3 separate regions of the Rattus norvegicus genome follow, and regions 2 and 3 are each linked to region 1. The links are chromatin contacts, called in public Hi-C maps. All regions are on one chromosome and are shown on one strand. The core of a region is the stretch at or near the end of the contact, and the rest is flanking DNA. Distances in the headings are between cores, read along the strand shown. Region 1 holds the start of Cfap36 (cilia and flagella associated protein 36). Region 2 holds the start of Mtif2 (mitochondrial translational initiation factor 2). Region 3 holds the start of Clhc1 (clathrin heavy chain linker domain containing 1).

What was found. Hi-C and Micro-C count contacts between places; a contact is called where the count stands out from the background.
Region 2: a contact with region 1 is called in a Hi-C map of liver, with 4 times the contacts expected there. The contact joins the promoter of Mtif2 here to the promoter of Cfap36 in region 1. A contact is called at or near these places in 3 of 12 Hi-C or Micro-C datasets (frontal cortex, liver and prefrontal cortex) and 1 of 1 datasets of contacts at active chromatin or transcription factors (oligodendrocytes).
Region 3: a contact with region 1 is called in a Hi-C map of liver, with 2.9 times the contacts expected there. The contact joins the promoter of Clhc1 here to the promoter of Cfap36 in region 1. A contact is called at or near these places in 1 of 12 Hi-C or Micro-C datasets (liver) and 1 of 1 datasets of contacts at active chromatin or transcription factors (oligodendrocytes).

The regions. Positions count from the first base shown.
Region 1 is chr14:107,188,992-107,194,122 of GRCr8, forward strand. Cfap36 (cilia and flagella associated protein 36) reads right to left here and starts at 3,415. Exons shown (of 10, transcript NM_001024866.2): 1 at 3,186-3,415; 2 at 1,382-1,446; 3 at 386-487. The coding sequence starts at 3,300.
Region 2 is chr14:107,465,554-107,470,107 of GRCr8, forward strand. It overlaps Mtif2 (mitochondrial translational initiation factor 2), which reads left to right and starts at 1,380. Exons shown (of 14, transcript NM_001004254.1): 1 at 1,380-1,393.
Region 3 is chr14:107,486,307-107,491,100 of GRCr8, forward strand. Clhc1 (clathrin heavy chain linker domain containing 1) reads left to right here and starts at 2,758. Exons shown (of 12, transcript NM_001013877.1): 1 at 2,758-2,875. Rps27a (ribosomal protein S27a) reads right to left here and starts at 2,579. Exons shown (of 5, transcript NM_001305443.1): 1 at 2,416-2,579; 2 at 1,953-2,007; 3 at 1,552-1,637; 4 at 1,151-1,282; 5 at 358-955. The coding sequence starts at 2,463. The coding sequence ends at 806. Mtif2 (mitochondrial translational initiation factor 2) reads left to right here. Exons shown (of 14, transcript NM_001004254.1): 14 at 158-357. The coding sequence ends at 330.

The sequences.
Region 1 (5,131 bases), core at 2,165-4,664:
ACACAGTGTGCATACATACATGGAGGTAAAACACCAATTCACATAAAAAATAAACAAAAGTAGTTCCACAAGGAGGCCCCAGAACTAGAGACTGCACATTTGCTACAAATAGAGAAAAGGCAACGACAGAATTATCAGGGTCCTACAGGAATGAAACCGCACATGGATAAACTGTGTGATCTCCCAACTCTGGAATCAGAAAGCTTATTTTTAATTCCATATTATTTCTTAAAGTGGTTATGGATGAACATGGCAGGTGACTGTCTCCACCTCACACAATGTCTAATAGCTCTTATAGCTCCACAATCAAACATATTTAATTTGAAGAAAGCCGTGGGATTTTTGTTACGTCTCAATATTAACAGAGTAACACAAAAGCTAACACCTGTGATGTGCGCGTCTTTGCCAGAGGGGAAGTGCATGCTTCTTGAAACTGATCTTCATTAATTCCAATTTCTTTGAGGTAACTTTCTAACAGCTTTTCAACCTAAAAGGAAAAGAATTAACCTTTATAATGTACAAAGGAAAATTCTAAATGTCATTCTGCCTGTTTAAAATGCTCTTTGGACTAGCATTATACAAGCCACAGAACTAATAATGTCTTTCAAGAATAAATTAACAACGAGAAGCTTTTTATTTTCTTGCCAAGAATCACATGAAGCTTAATTACCTCTACTAGAGGACAGCCAGAATTATGAAGGTGAACATGGTATGACTCCATGAGAAGACCATTGCCTTTTTAAAAAATATTCAGAGGCTCTTAAGTAAGGGAGTACAAGCACTGGCCTAGAGGCCCCAGCTAAATAAAAATTTAAAAGTGAAACACCCCCATAGCTACAATAAATCATTACTTACAGTCTAAAACAGAAGAGACAGAAAATCATCTGGGAAGATGCTCAGGGAAATGACAAGTTTGAGGAAAGAAACTGTTAGTACTGCTGGGACAGGAAGAACTCCTAGATTGAAGGCTGCAGGGGTGGGGTGGCACATAAGAACGTCTGTCCAGGTCCAGAAGACCCAAGTTCAATTCTCAGCACTCACATGGAAGGGGGTTCCAAGGAACCCAAAGCCCTCTTTTGACTACTGTGAGCACAGGCACATACATAGTACATATACATGCAGGCAGCAAACACCTATACACATAAAATAAATAAACCTCAAATACAATTTCAAAGAATTTTAATTTAAAAAAACAATTTTTTTACAATCTCCAAATCAATGAGGAGCCAGTGTAGTGGCACACACCACACTGTCCCAGCACTGGGGAGGTAGAGACACATAGGTCTCTGTGTGATCTAGGCCAGCCTGGTCTGCACAGTGAGTTCCAGGCCAGCCATGACAGCCGGCCCTCTCAAACAACAAAAGTCAGGGGAATACTCACCAGCTCTTTGTACTCTTGATGGATTTCTGTATAGGTCAACTTGCTTTCTTCTTCATCATCAAAAACTACATTTATCAGAAAATGATAGAATGGTGTAAAAGAACAAATCATTTAAATACAGATATAAAATATAAATATAAAAATATTACAAATGGCCTGCTCTCCCCTTCCACCATGCGGGCAGTGGGTTGACTCAAGTCATCATGTTTGCCAACAAACACTCTTGCCCCAGTGCCTTTATTTTTAAAAGTTATGTACTTGATAATGTACTGTTTACATGTGTGCCTTCTATGGTAGGCTGTAGAGTTTCCAAGGATAGCATTTCTATCCCTAGGGTCGGGTCTAAGGTAACTCAGTGAATACTGAAATGTTGCTATCACAGAGCTGTCTAACCTGACCTTTGAATATCCTGAGGCAGCCCCACATCAGTGAAGGATGAAGTCTTTACTTTGCATTTGTCCTCTGTGACACTCCACATGCATTCAATACAAATGCTCACTAAACTCTTTTCAGTTCTAAAACCACAACATTGTGGTGCATTTTCTAAGCCCTAGCTTTGCTTCTCTGTGAAAATGCACAGAGTTGTTATTACCAGGATGTAGCCACTCTTGACACTGTGGATAGAAGCCAAACCATTTCTATGCCCCACACGATTTCCCCACAGGATTTAGTCTCAATGATAGATGAAAATCAGTGGGTGACACAATCCCTCCTTCAGGAGGTCAGGCTTTTCCCATGTTTCATCAACCTTTTAACAGCACTCTAAATTCTACAGAGGAACACATGTTAATTGCTTTGCTTTCCAAATCTTCTTAAAAGTTGCCTGCCAAAACACTTAACTGTTTGAATTTTAATAGTTAGAATAAAATAAAAGATTCACTGATCAAAAAAAGTTCTTTCTTTACTAGATCCATAGAATCTTGGGTTCAAGAGAAGCCTTGCAAGACAATTCAGGATAAGAGTCCTTTGTTAGCTGAATCTCAGACAAACTGCATTGCAGTACAATCTCTGTCAGATATATTCAGATACTTCGAAAGGCTGGAAACCCATCACCTTTCAAGCAGGCCAACTCATCCTGCAAAACTGTATACAAGATTTCCTTCCCTTTGAAGCTTGCATTCACTCACCCAACTCTATCGCACTGATCTTTACAAACAAGTCTAGTCCCTCTAACTTGAGAGACAAGTTCCGATGATGGATATTGCTAACCTCCAAGTATTGCCTAGGCAAATAACCACGAGAAAGGTTGGATAGGACATTGTCTGTGATTGAGATGAACTCAGATACGAACAGTATATGAACCGATCACAAAGCATTGATGCCGATCCTGCAAAAGAATTCCACATTTGTATATCTCGTTTGTTTAGAAAAGTCTTCCTCCCAATCGCCTGCTTTGGTCCTGCCGGGGTAATCAAATGTCCTTCTTTGCAGATAAAACGGCCAGAGTGAATTTGTTTTCATTTCATAGACTGAGTCCACAGGGAGACATCTCATGGCTCAGAAGCAACTCGAAGCAAAACAACGCTTCTCCCAAATAACTGGGGAAGATGCTGGTTACCCAAACGGTCCTCTTGAGAGGGATAGAAAGATGCAGGGTGAAGTGACAAGCTGAACAAGGGATTAAACTCTACTGTGTTCAGGACCAGCGCTCAGGGCAAGGTGAGTGAGAGGTCTTGGTGCGCACTTTCGTGTCTGCAAACGAACGCCCTACTAGGGAAGGGGTGTATGCAATTCCTTCTACAAAACTGTCCTAGGCCCCGCAGGCAGACAGTAATATTCGGCTTGTTCGGGATCTAGTTCTTACCTTCGCATTTCTGCTCCACAAAGTCTAAGATAGGTATAGACCAATCCGGGCCCCTCAGGAACCCAGCGATGCTCTCCACCACCCATTCCACTTCGTCCTCTTCTTCCGCAGCCATCCCGCTCGCACCGGGCGACGCGGACGCCTAGGCCGGATTCCCCCGGCCCAGTCTGGCCTTTCGGCCGCAGGAAGCGACGGGGAATGCGGGCAACACGGTCCCCGCAATCGCCTGGCCCCGGGGTTAGACACTACAAACCAGTTAACGTAAAATGGTCGCTATGACAACATACCTAGCGGTCCGGAAGTGAGGCCCGAGTCCTGAGCTCCTAGAGAGGGGCGGGGGCATAGGAACGTTTCCTATTGGCTGGAAGAGAAGGGGGTGCAAACGATAGCCCTCCGCTCATTGGTCTGGAGTTGCTAGGCTGAAAGCAGAAGTGCAGGTATTGGCTACCGCGCCTGGAGACCGCGTTCGCGCTCCCGTGTGCGCGCGCGGCCTGTCTTAAAATGGCGTGCCGAGGGCGTGGCTACCATGAGGCCCTCTCCCACCTCACCCCTAAGGGTTTTCAGAGCCCCTGGCCCTGTAGCTGAAGTATAGTTTGAAAACAAAACTAAGCAAACTAAGCTCTGTGAGGTTTACTAATTGGTTCTGCATTCGCTTGCTTGCTGTCTAAGGATGGGTCTTTAACCCTAAGCACAGTTAACAATAGCTAAAATTAGGACAATTACAAATTCAGTTAATCTTCATTTAAATAGGCTTTCATAGACAGTTTTTTAAAAGTATCCAGGTTGCTCTCTTCCTACTTAAGGGCCAGAGGACTCCCAAGAATCACACAAAAATCTTATAACTAGATATGGCGGCTTACTCCTTTTAATTCTAATACTCTTGATTGGCAGGGGCAGACAGACCCGTGAGTCCCAGGCCCACCAAGACTATATAATGAGAACTTATTTTAAATAAACCTTGACATCAAACTCACAGTCAAAACCAAGGACGGTGAACCTTAGAAAGCGCCCTCACCCACTTTAAGGTCTAGAGGAACAGTTTCCAGTCTAGCAGTGAGAAGTCTCTGCCCTCAGAATACCACGCTGAGAGTGGTGAGGAGCTGAAGGAGCAGAGAATACAACTTCAGTTTCATGAAAGTGGAAGTGAAGGAGGACTCAGAACCAGAGGTGGCTGTGTGGTGGGAGGACAGCGGATTACCAGGTCAGGCTGGGGGCAGGAGCTGCAGCAACTGTTGATAGAAAACCCAGGAGGAACCAAGTGGGTATTAGAGGCAGAAGACCCCGAGGATCCCAACGTTTCAGTGGTTTGCCACCTTCCTCATGCTGCAGCCCTTTAATACACTTTCTCATCTTGTGGTGACCCCCAACCATAAAATTATTGCATTGCTACACCATAACTGTAACTTTGCCACTGTTATAAAACTAATGTGCAGGATTTCTGATATGAGACCCACTGGTTGAGAAGTACTGCGAAATATACTAAAATGTTGATAGAGGGAGGACCCAACTCTCAAGTTAGCAATTAGTATGTTAACCAGCTCATTCTATCTTCTGTCCAAGAATTTCGTTATGGACCAAAAGGTCATTTCTGTGGGGATTTTTCTTATTGCCCTGGTTCCGCAGTAAAATGTCCCACAGGAGCTGTCCAAAATGATAGCTTCTGTCAAAAAAACGGTGGCACCACATCTCATCAGCCTACAGATAGAAGCTGGAGGAGCTGTCCACAGTGGTGCACTGCTTTCCCACCTCAGCTGGAGCTGCTCCTCAGGAGCTGTCCACAATGATGACACCTTTTGTGCCTCGGCCTACAGCTTTTAAGAAACACCACTGCAGGAACTGTCCCACAAGAACTGTCCACAGTGGCAGTACCTACTCTCTAGCCTCTCTCCACACAAAAACACCCCAGCAGCCCCACAGAGACAGTGCCTCAGCAAAAGCCAGCTAAA
Region 2 (4,554 bases), core at 130-2,629, 270 kb after region 1:
ATCCATCATCGGGCTCAGTGGTTAAGAGCCCTGACTGCTCATCCACGTCCTGAGTTCAATTCCCAGCAACCACATGGTGGCTCACAAACCATCTATAATGGGATCTGATGCCCTCTTCTGGTGTGTCTGAAGACAGCAACAATATACTCATAAATAAATCTTTTTTTTTTTTAAATAAGATATCAATTGTCATAGTTCAGATAATTCTGAGCTATGTCCCTGGTCTGACCAGTATTAGGGTGTGCATTCAATAAACCATTCTGGCTTAACTGAGATCAGTGTTCCTATGGTTTGTGTTGCAATTTCTAAACCCCAACAGTTTTCTACAATGATTTCTTCAAGGTCCCAGTAATTCTAGGAAACAACTATTCATTCTGATCTTTGCCCAGAGACTCAGTGATTCTATTAGAACTCCACTACAGGTTACAGAACGGCCACAAACGTTTAGAGTCAAGTTAAGAACTTTCAAAGAGGCCTGAGAAACAAACTGAAAACTAATGGACGGAAAGAGTATCTGTGGGGAAAAGACAATGCACCCAGTCTGGAGGTCATTAATACTGATTGTGAATCTTTGTGGTAGAAAGGGGAAAGGATAGTGAGATGGCTAACTGGGTAAAGGAGTTTACTGCCTTGCCTGAGTTCCTGAGTTCAATTTATATGTGTGTGTGATGTGTGTGTGTGTGTGTACATACAAATAAAACAAATTTTTAAAAAGAGGAAAGGAGTGGGTTGAGGGGCCTGAGTTAGGGTAGACACTGGGAGATCATGGGAAAGTGTGCTTTGGGGGTAAAAAAACGGTTCTATACCATTCCATTAATCTGTAGTAGAGCTAGATGTAAACGAGTTACCCTAAAGAGGTGGTGATGGCTGTGGTCATAGAGGATGGACCAAAAAACTCCAACCAAAGAAAAATAACGAAAATCATAACGAAAAACGTTTACATGAACCAGGTGTTCTTAACAAGTTATTGAAACCTTTCCACGATCTTGTGATCGGTACGGTGATTGCATACGGCAGATAAAATCGAGGCCAGGCCGGGCTGGGCTTGCAGATGGAGCACCCTGGCTCTACTACCTATCCAGCCCATCCCATTGAAGCTCTCTAGAGCCACCTTGCGCCGCCTCCTTCCAGCTAGATGCACGCGTCCTTCCTGGAGAAGGGAAGGAACTGCAGAGCTCCCCCTCCCCGCTGCAGGCCACCGGCTGAAGACTGCAGGTTACAGGAGTAGGGGCAGCCGGCCTCCGCCGGCCTCTATCAGCCACAGACAACCCGGAATTCAGTGGGAAAGCTGCTTCCGGCGGTACCGGAAGCACCACGGGGACCTTGCGGAAGGAACGGACTGAGTGACCCACAGTTCTCCTGGGTCCGGAAGGCGACCTCGCCTGGGAACTGAGTGAGTGGGGTTTCTACGCTAAGATGGTCGCGAGTGCCAGTGTCACTTGCCGCGGCTTCAGTGCCCACGAGCACCCGGGTGCGCTTCCCAGAGGCCCGTGTGGCGGCGGCGGCGGTGTTTTTCACTTCTTTTTTCCTTTCTAAAACCTCTTATTGGTCCATTCAGACATTTCCGTTAATGCAGCTACGCATTTGCAGCGTACGCACCCTCTCCCCGCTTTGCGAATGTCACCCTGAGTTCCCGTTCCTGGTTGCCGCTAACCTCATGGCAGTCGGGAATGACCGCTATGGATCCCACGTCCTCTGTAAAGTGACAGGCGTTGGGATATTTAAGAACCAAGGTTTCTTTCCAGGTTTGAGATTTGTCTGAATTCTCGATTACATATATCTATGTTGGGTTGTCCCAGAGTCTTTCCTGTTCCATTAATCTGTGCCCTTGTAAATCTGGTTTCACAAGTCATTTAAAAATGATTTAAGTAGGGGGTTGGGGATTTAGCTCAGTGGTAGAGTGCTTGCTTAGCAAGCGCAAGGCCCTGGGTTCGGTCCCCAGCTCCGAAAAAAAAAAATGATTTAAGTAAGCTGGGCATAGTAGTGCACTTCTTTAATCCCAGCACTCGGGAGGTAGAGGCAGGTAGATATCCAAGTTCGAGTCCCGCCTGCTGGTCTACATGAGTTCCAGGACAGCCAGGGATACACTGTCTCAAAAAAAAAAAAAAAAAAAAAAAAAGGAAAAAAATGATTTAAGGGAACCCTGTGTTTTCTGAGCACTTCCTTTTACTTTTTAAGTTACAGCAAACGCCTAACATGATTTTTGAAGTGTGATGATTATGTAAATGTTTGATTATTAAAAATGAAATTCTAAATATTTTTTAAAAATAAAAAAATTTGTGTGTGTGTGTGTGAGAGAGAGAGAGAGAGAGAGAGAGAGAGAGAGAGAGAGAGAGCGCTGCTTGCCTGCCCATAGAAGCAAGAAAAGAGTATAGAGTGTAGGATCCCCTGGAGCTAGAGTAACAAGCAGTTGTAAGCCACCCATATTGGGTGTCCAGAACTGGACTCAGTTGTCTCAAGAGCACCCAGTGCCGTATACCAAAGCCATGTCTTTGGCCTCTTTTTTTCTCCAGCACTGGGCACTGGGGATTGAATTAAGCTTCCTTGCATGTTAAGCAATGTATTCTGTCTTTCTTCTCTTCCCTTCCCCTTCATACCATTTCCCTCTTCCCCCTACCTCCTCCTCTTCTTTCTTCTCTTTTCTTTTGCATTTTGTTTTGAGAGATGATTTACCTAATATATCTAGCCTGACCTTGAGCTCCGTATGTAACCAAGACTGAAAACTGCTTTGAACTTGTCATCCTTCAGCCTTTGCCTGGAGTCGCCTGTGCCAGCAGGCCTGGCTTAAATTTGTAAGTCTTAGTTCATTTATTTGGAATGAAATCAGAATTTCTTTTGAACCTTCCTTTCATGAATGAGTTTCAAGGTAAAATACTAACTATATTAACACACACAGAGCCTCAGAATTATCTATAATTGAGGGAGATAGTGGCTTGTGAATGTTTTTTTTTTTTCTTTTCCTTTTTTCGGAGCTGGGGACCGACCGAACCCAGGGCCCGAACCCAGGGCCTTGCGCTTGCTAGGCAAGCGCTCTACCACTGAGCTAAATCCCCAACCCCATGAATGTTTTTAACAACATTCATGCTAGTGAATGTTCAAAGTATGTAAGTCATCAATGAGGAAACAATACATTTATCGTCTCACTTTTTTTCTTTGTAACCTTGTTATAGAAAGGCTATAGAGAAGTCTTTCTTTTTTACAGAGTGAGGCCCATTGGACAAGAGTGACTTGTTCCTCCCTGACAATGCTGGCTGATCTGTGAGAGCAGGTGCCCATTCAAGGCTTTTGTTACTGCGTCAGGTCCTTCCTCTATGACTTTGCTGTGCCATTTTCCTTTTATTGGTATTTTTTCTCTATGTGTATGTATGATGGTGTTAATGTGCCACAGGTAGAAGTTTCTCTATGACTTTGCTGTGCCATTTTCCTTTTATTGGTATTTTTTCTCTGTGTGTATGTATGATGGTGTTAATGTGCCACAGGTAGAAGTTTCTCTATGACTTTGCTGTGCCATTTTCCTTTTATTGGTATTTTTTCTCTGTGTGTATGTATGATGGTGTTAATGTGCCACAGGTAGAAGTTTCTCTATGACTTTGCTGTGCCATTTTCCTTTTATTGGTATTTTTTCTCTGTGTGTATGTATGATGGTGTTAATGTGCCACAGGTAGAAGTTTCTCTATGACTTTGCTGTGCCATTTTCCTTTTATTGGTATTTTTTCTCTGTGTGTATGTATGATGGTGTTAATGTGCCACAGGTAGAAGTTTCTCTATGACTTTGCTGTGCCATTTTCCTTTTATTGGTATTTTTTCTCTGTGTGTATGTATGATGGTGTTAATGTGCCACAGGTAGAAGTTTCTCTATGACTTTGCTGTGCCATTTTCCTTTTATTGGTATTTTTTCTCTGTGTGTATGTATGATGGTGTTAATGTGCCACAGGTAGAAGTTTCTCTATGACTTTGCTGTGCCATTTTCCTTTTATTGGTATTTTTTCTCTGTGTGTATGTATGATGGTGTTAATGTGCCACAGGTAGAAGTTTCTCTATGACTTTGCTGTGCCATTTTCCTTTTATTGGTATTTTTTCTCTGTGTGTATGTATGATGGTGTTAATGTGCCACGGGTAGAAGTTTCTCTATGACTTTGCTGTGCCATTTTCCTTTTATTGGTATTTTTTCTCTGTGTGTATGTATGATGGTGTTAGTGTGCCACGGGTAGAAGTTTCTCTATGACTTTGCTGTGCCATTTTCCTTTTATTGGTATTTTTTCTCTGTGTGTATGTATGATGGTGTTAATGTGCCACAGGTAGAAGTTTCTCTATGACTTTGCTGTGCCATTTTCCTTTTATTGGTATTTTTCTCTGTGTGTATGTATGATGGTGTTAGTGTGCCACGGGTAGAAGTTTCTCTATGACTTTGCTGTGCCATTTTCCTTTTATTGGTATTTTTTCTCTGTGTGTATGTATGATGGTGTTAGTGTGTCACGGGTAGAAGTTTCTCTATGACTTTGCTGTGCCATTTTCCTTTTATTGGTATTTTTTCTCTGTGTGTATGTATGATGG
Region 3 (4,794 bases), core at 1,508-4,007, 300 kb after region 1:
CACTCGCAACATAAGCCCCACAACCTGGGTTTAACATCCAAAACTATGAAGGTAGTACCATGCTGTCCTCTGACCTTTACCATGGATCTTATACTTAGTAGACAGCTTGCTATTCATTATTCAACAATTAACTCACCATGACTTTTTTTCTTTTAAGGCTCATTAACTTCGCTGAAACACCATAAAGATGACGTTTTAGTTATAAAAACTGGTGTGGACTGTGGTCTTAGTTTAGATGAAGAAAACGTAGAATTTAAAGTGGGCGATCAAGTTATCTGTTATGAAGAAAATAAAGTACCAACTAAGACTTCCTGGGATCCAGGATTTTAAATGTGCATTAAAAATGGTAAAAATGTATTTGTTTTCGTTTCTTTATTTAAATACAGTGTCTTGCTGGCACAAGCTGGCAGCAAATCTCCTGCTGAAGTCTCCCAAGTGCTGAAACCTTAACTATGCACCACATGCCTAGCTTACCTCTTATAGAGGAAAAATCACCATCAACACTGAAAATATTTAACAGCTCACACACATAGCCAACCTCAGGAAGCATCTTGAATGTACTGTGAGACTACTCTCATGTCTCGTAAGACAAGATCACACTACTTCCAAGTCTACAGGATATCCCACAACCCCTTAAAGAATTCTGACCTTTGTGCCTGCCAGGAAAGCCAAAGCCAAGATGGCTTACCATTACGATCAAACTCTCCTGACCAAGGACTGTTACACAGCTGAAGAAACATTGCTTAAACAATAATAAAACACAATACTAAACATCAGTTCCTTCTCTTTATTAACTCATACACAACTACTTGTCTTCTGGTTTGTTGAAGCAGTAAGTCAGACAACACTTGCCACAGTAATGCCTGTCAAAGTGGCTACCCATGAAAACTCCAGCACCACATTCATCAGAAGGACATTCCCGACGAAGTCGGCTGATTTTGCCATTTTCATCCACCTGGAAAAAAATTTACTGTAAGATGATTCCACAAAACATGTTGTGAAGTCTGATTTAAGTGACTCAACCTCTTGATCTCACAGCACTAATTTTTAGTTAGTACTTCTGCAAATTAAAACCCAAAGACTTATAGCAGAATCTTAGAACAAGCAATGCAGCGTCTAATTATATAAACTCATTTAACTATCAGCTCACCTTATAGTATTTCAGCACAGCCAACTTGACCTTCTTTCTCTTATGCTTGTTCTTCTTTGGGGTGGTGTAAGACTTCTTCTTCCTTTTCTTAGCGCCACCACGAAGTCTCAGCACGAGATGGAGAGTGGACTCCTGTTAGTGGAAGAGAAACAGCAGCACTATAACATCAAAAATTCTCTCCACGGCCTGTCAAGGCTGGCTGTGGTTCTGCCTGTCTGCTACCCCAGCACTAGGGGGATGAGGGAGGCTCAGGAATCCAGTTCAAGGTAGATTGTGAGACTGCTTTCCACAAACCAAAAAGATCAACTAACCATATATTTTAAAGTCAGGGAACAACTAGAGTACGCATCAAGTACTGGTGGGTTCACTACCTTACCTATCGTATTTTCCCTCAAACAAACCTTTTGAATGTTGTAGTCAGACAAAGTACGGCCATCTTCCAACTGCTTACCAGCAAAGATCAACCTCTGCTGATCAGGAGGAATTCCTAATTAGAGAAAAAAATATTGGGCTTAGTAAAACAAGGTACATGCCCCATATCTAAACTCATGTATCCAATAATAGCTAACAGCGGTCACTGCTTTAAAGTCTTTGTGCAACAGTAAACAGGGAAAGATTAACTTGTTAAAAGTCACACACATTTAAAAAGTTGTCTTGCAGAGTTTTCAATCAAATAGCCTGACACCACTCTCAATATTTTACTCTTCAAAACATGTAAATTTGTTAATCTGTTTTCTACCCTAAGCAGACATGCCCATGTCATACATGCCAGACATTTTTCTAGTGACAAAACTTTACTTGCCTTCCTTATCCTGGATCTTGGCCTTTACATTTTCTATAGTGTCCGAGGGTTCAACCTGCAAGTTATGATATATGTAGTTAATATTCAGTTACATAGTAAGAAACTAGAACAATAATCTCATTAAATGCTAACTTTACACACAACGAGCGTGGAAGAGGTGAGCTCCAGTTAATCAATGAAGATGACCCAGCGGGCACCCTACCAAGAGCGCTACAATCCAAATTAGTTCCCAGACCCGAGTTAGCGACGGCCGGGGAAGCACGCGATAGCGTCTGCCCGGAGCGAAGCGTCTCCCTCCATATACCCTGCATTTCGCCACTCCGGACAGAGCAGGCGCGACCGTTCCGCACCTAACCTTGTTAAGCACCCTATCCTAAGCTTCAGAACTCAGGCTCAGAAACGCGTTCTCTATTACACAGGGCCTCAGTCAGGCCTTGGCTTCCTCAATGCCACCTGGCCGTACCTCGAGCGTGATGGTCTTCCCTGTAAGGGTCTTCACAAAAATCTGCATCGTGGCGGCTGCTCCACCTGCATTCGAAAAGAGACGGATTAGACCCGACCACACCAGTGAGAGCGACCGGTAGAGCCACTAGCCAGAGCCGGGCCACAGAGCACACACTCACCAACGATGGCGGATCGGAAAGGAAGAGCCAAGCGTGGCTGACCGAGTCTCCGGGTCGAAGGAACCGCCCTTTAGGCGGCCACGCTCGTGCCTGCGCGCTGCAGCCGAATCGCGGCTGTCTAACGCAGTGCCTGATTAGCTCGGGCGCTCGATTTCTCTACGCTCTTTTCTCATTTTGGCTCAGAATGGCCTCGAAATGGTGTGCTCAACTAAAAATGCCTCAAAAGGCTTTCTTATGCAGCCGATGCGATCAAGAGGGACTTTACTTTTAAGGGGGCTCGTGGAGCTTGAGAAAAGAGAGGTAAAACAAGTCTACCTGGGAATTGTAGTTTTACACTGCTTTCTTCTTGATAGAACTACTTGTCCCAAGATGCATTTCCACAGTTCCGGGATATGTGATTACAGTGTCTAAACTGTGGAATCTGGGTTAGGAGAGATTCAGGTGAGGGTTTGGGAATGAAACAAAACGATTTGCGCGTAGGTGGGGCCTCTCCGGAAAAGCCCAGGAGGGAAGGCTTAGGGGCTAAAATGGCATTTGGGGCTGAAAGTGTCTGTCGCCCCTTAGTAAGGAGCTGGTCTGGGTATCCTCCGCCAACTCAAAGGCAGCTGAAGTACAAAGTCTTTCGAAGTGCAGGGGGCTCGGCCTCTTCTGGTGTGGACTGTTCCTGCCCCTCCGCTACTCCGGTCCGAAGAAGCTTTTGAGCCTCACGCGCCTCCCTAGTATGAAACGGTTAAATGTATTGGAATTTTCGTCTTTGCACATTTTTTTGATTTATTTATTTATTTTGTATATGAGTACACTGTAGCTGTCTTCAGACACCCCCAGAAGAGGGCATCAGACCCCATTGTGGATGGTTGTCAGCCACCATGTGATTGCTGGGATTTGAACTCAGGACCTCTGGAAGAGTAGTCGATGCTCTTAACGACTGAGCCATCTCTGCAGCCCGTCTTTGCACATTTTAAAAGCCATAAAATAAGGAAACCTGTAGAATGATTGTTTAGCCTTCGACTACAAGTTTGGAAGTGGGAAAATAGGAGCATGTGCTTTCTTAGAAACTTGAAGCAGTTAGAAGCCGGTTGTGTTCTCTCCACCTCACAAACCCAGTGTCCTTTCTAATGCACCCTCTCAACGTCTTTTCTTCCTACTCGAAAGCATAGGCGTGCCCCATTTTCTTATAAAGAGGATCTGTATCTTCCTAATAACCTGTCTACTCTTTCCTCATTTTAATCTACTAGCTCTTCTGCCTCCGGAGTACACATTTTGAAAAGTAAAAAATATGGGGCTGGGAGATGATTCAGTAGGTAAATGTTCGATATGCAAACCCCTGTGTTGGAACTCCAACACCCACTTTTAAAGGCTGTTGTGCCCTGTGGAATCTGTGACACTGTAGACCAGCAGAGACAGGAGACTCCCTGGAGTTCATTGGCCAGCAGTTTCAAGAGATGGGTGGGGGAGGGGGCGTCGACATTACACCCACACCCACACGACTCACATATTTCTTAGGATAGGGCTTTTGGATGGCTCCATCAGTAAAGAGAGTTAACACCTGGAGTTCCATTCTTGAGATACCTTGGTGGAGAAAACGAGCTCTAGCAAGTTGCCAAGTTGCCCTCGGACTTTCACAGTGCCCCCTACCCCTGAACTAACTAAATGCAATAAAAATTTAAAAGGTAGACTGATTCGAAAAGACATACCCCCACACAGCCCACCCCCACCCTCGCACTCAACATAACATGATCCTCCTGCTTCTACCCATGTACCCACTCGAACGTGGACATAAACAGAAAAGTAAAAAGTGGTGGTGTTATTCTACATCATTCAAATATTTCACTTTGGGTTAAAGGTTATCTGAGCATGTGTGGGGCCCTAGAATTGATATCCAACACTGCAAAGAGTAAAATATGTTGCTTTCAAGTATAACAAGGACATAACATAAAAAGATAGTTTTGTTAGAAAGAAAAAAAAGTTGTTGGTCCCTAAAAGGACATTAATAGGCCAACAAAGGAACTTAGGTTTCCGCCACTACTACTCAGATCCATGCTCCAGTGATTGTGCCTTTCCCCTGTCTTTGGACTTGGTTACTCTTTGCAGTTGCATTATCTGTACTGTATCTTACCAGATTGTAAGCTCCAAGGCGCTAGGACCTTGTTTTACTTATTGCTGAATCCCTAGCAGTAAAACACAAAATCGATATCCAATATGATTGAACTAATGAGTAA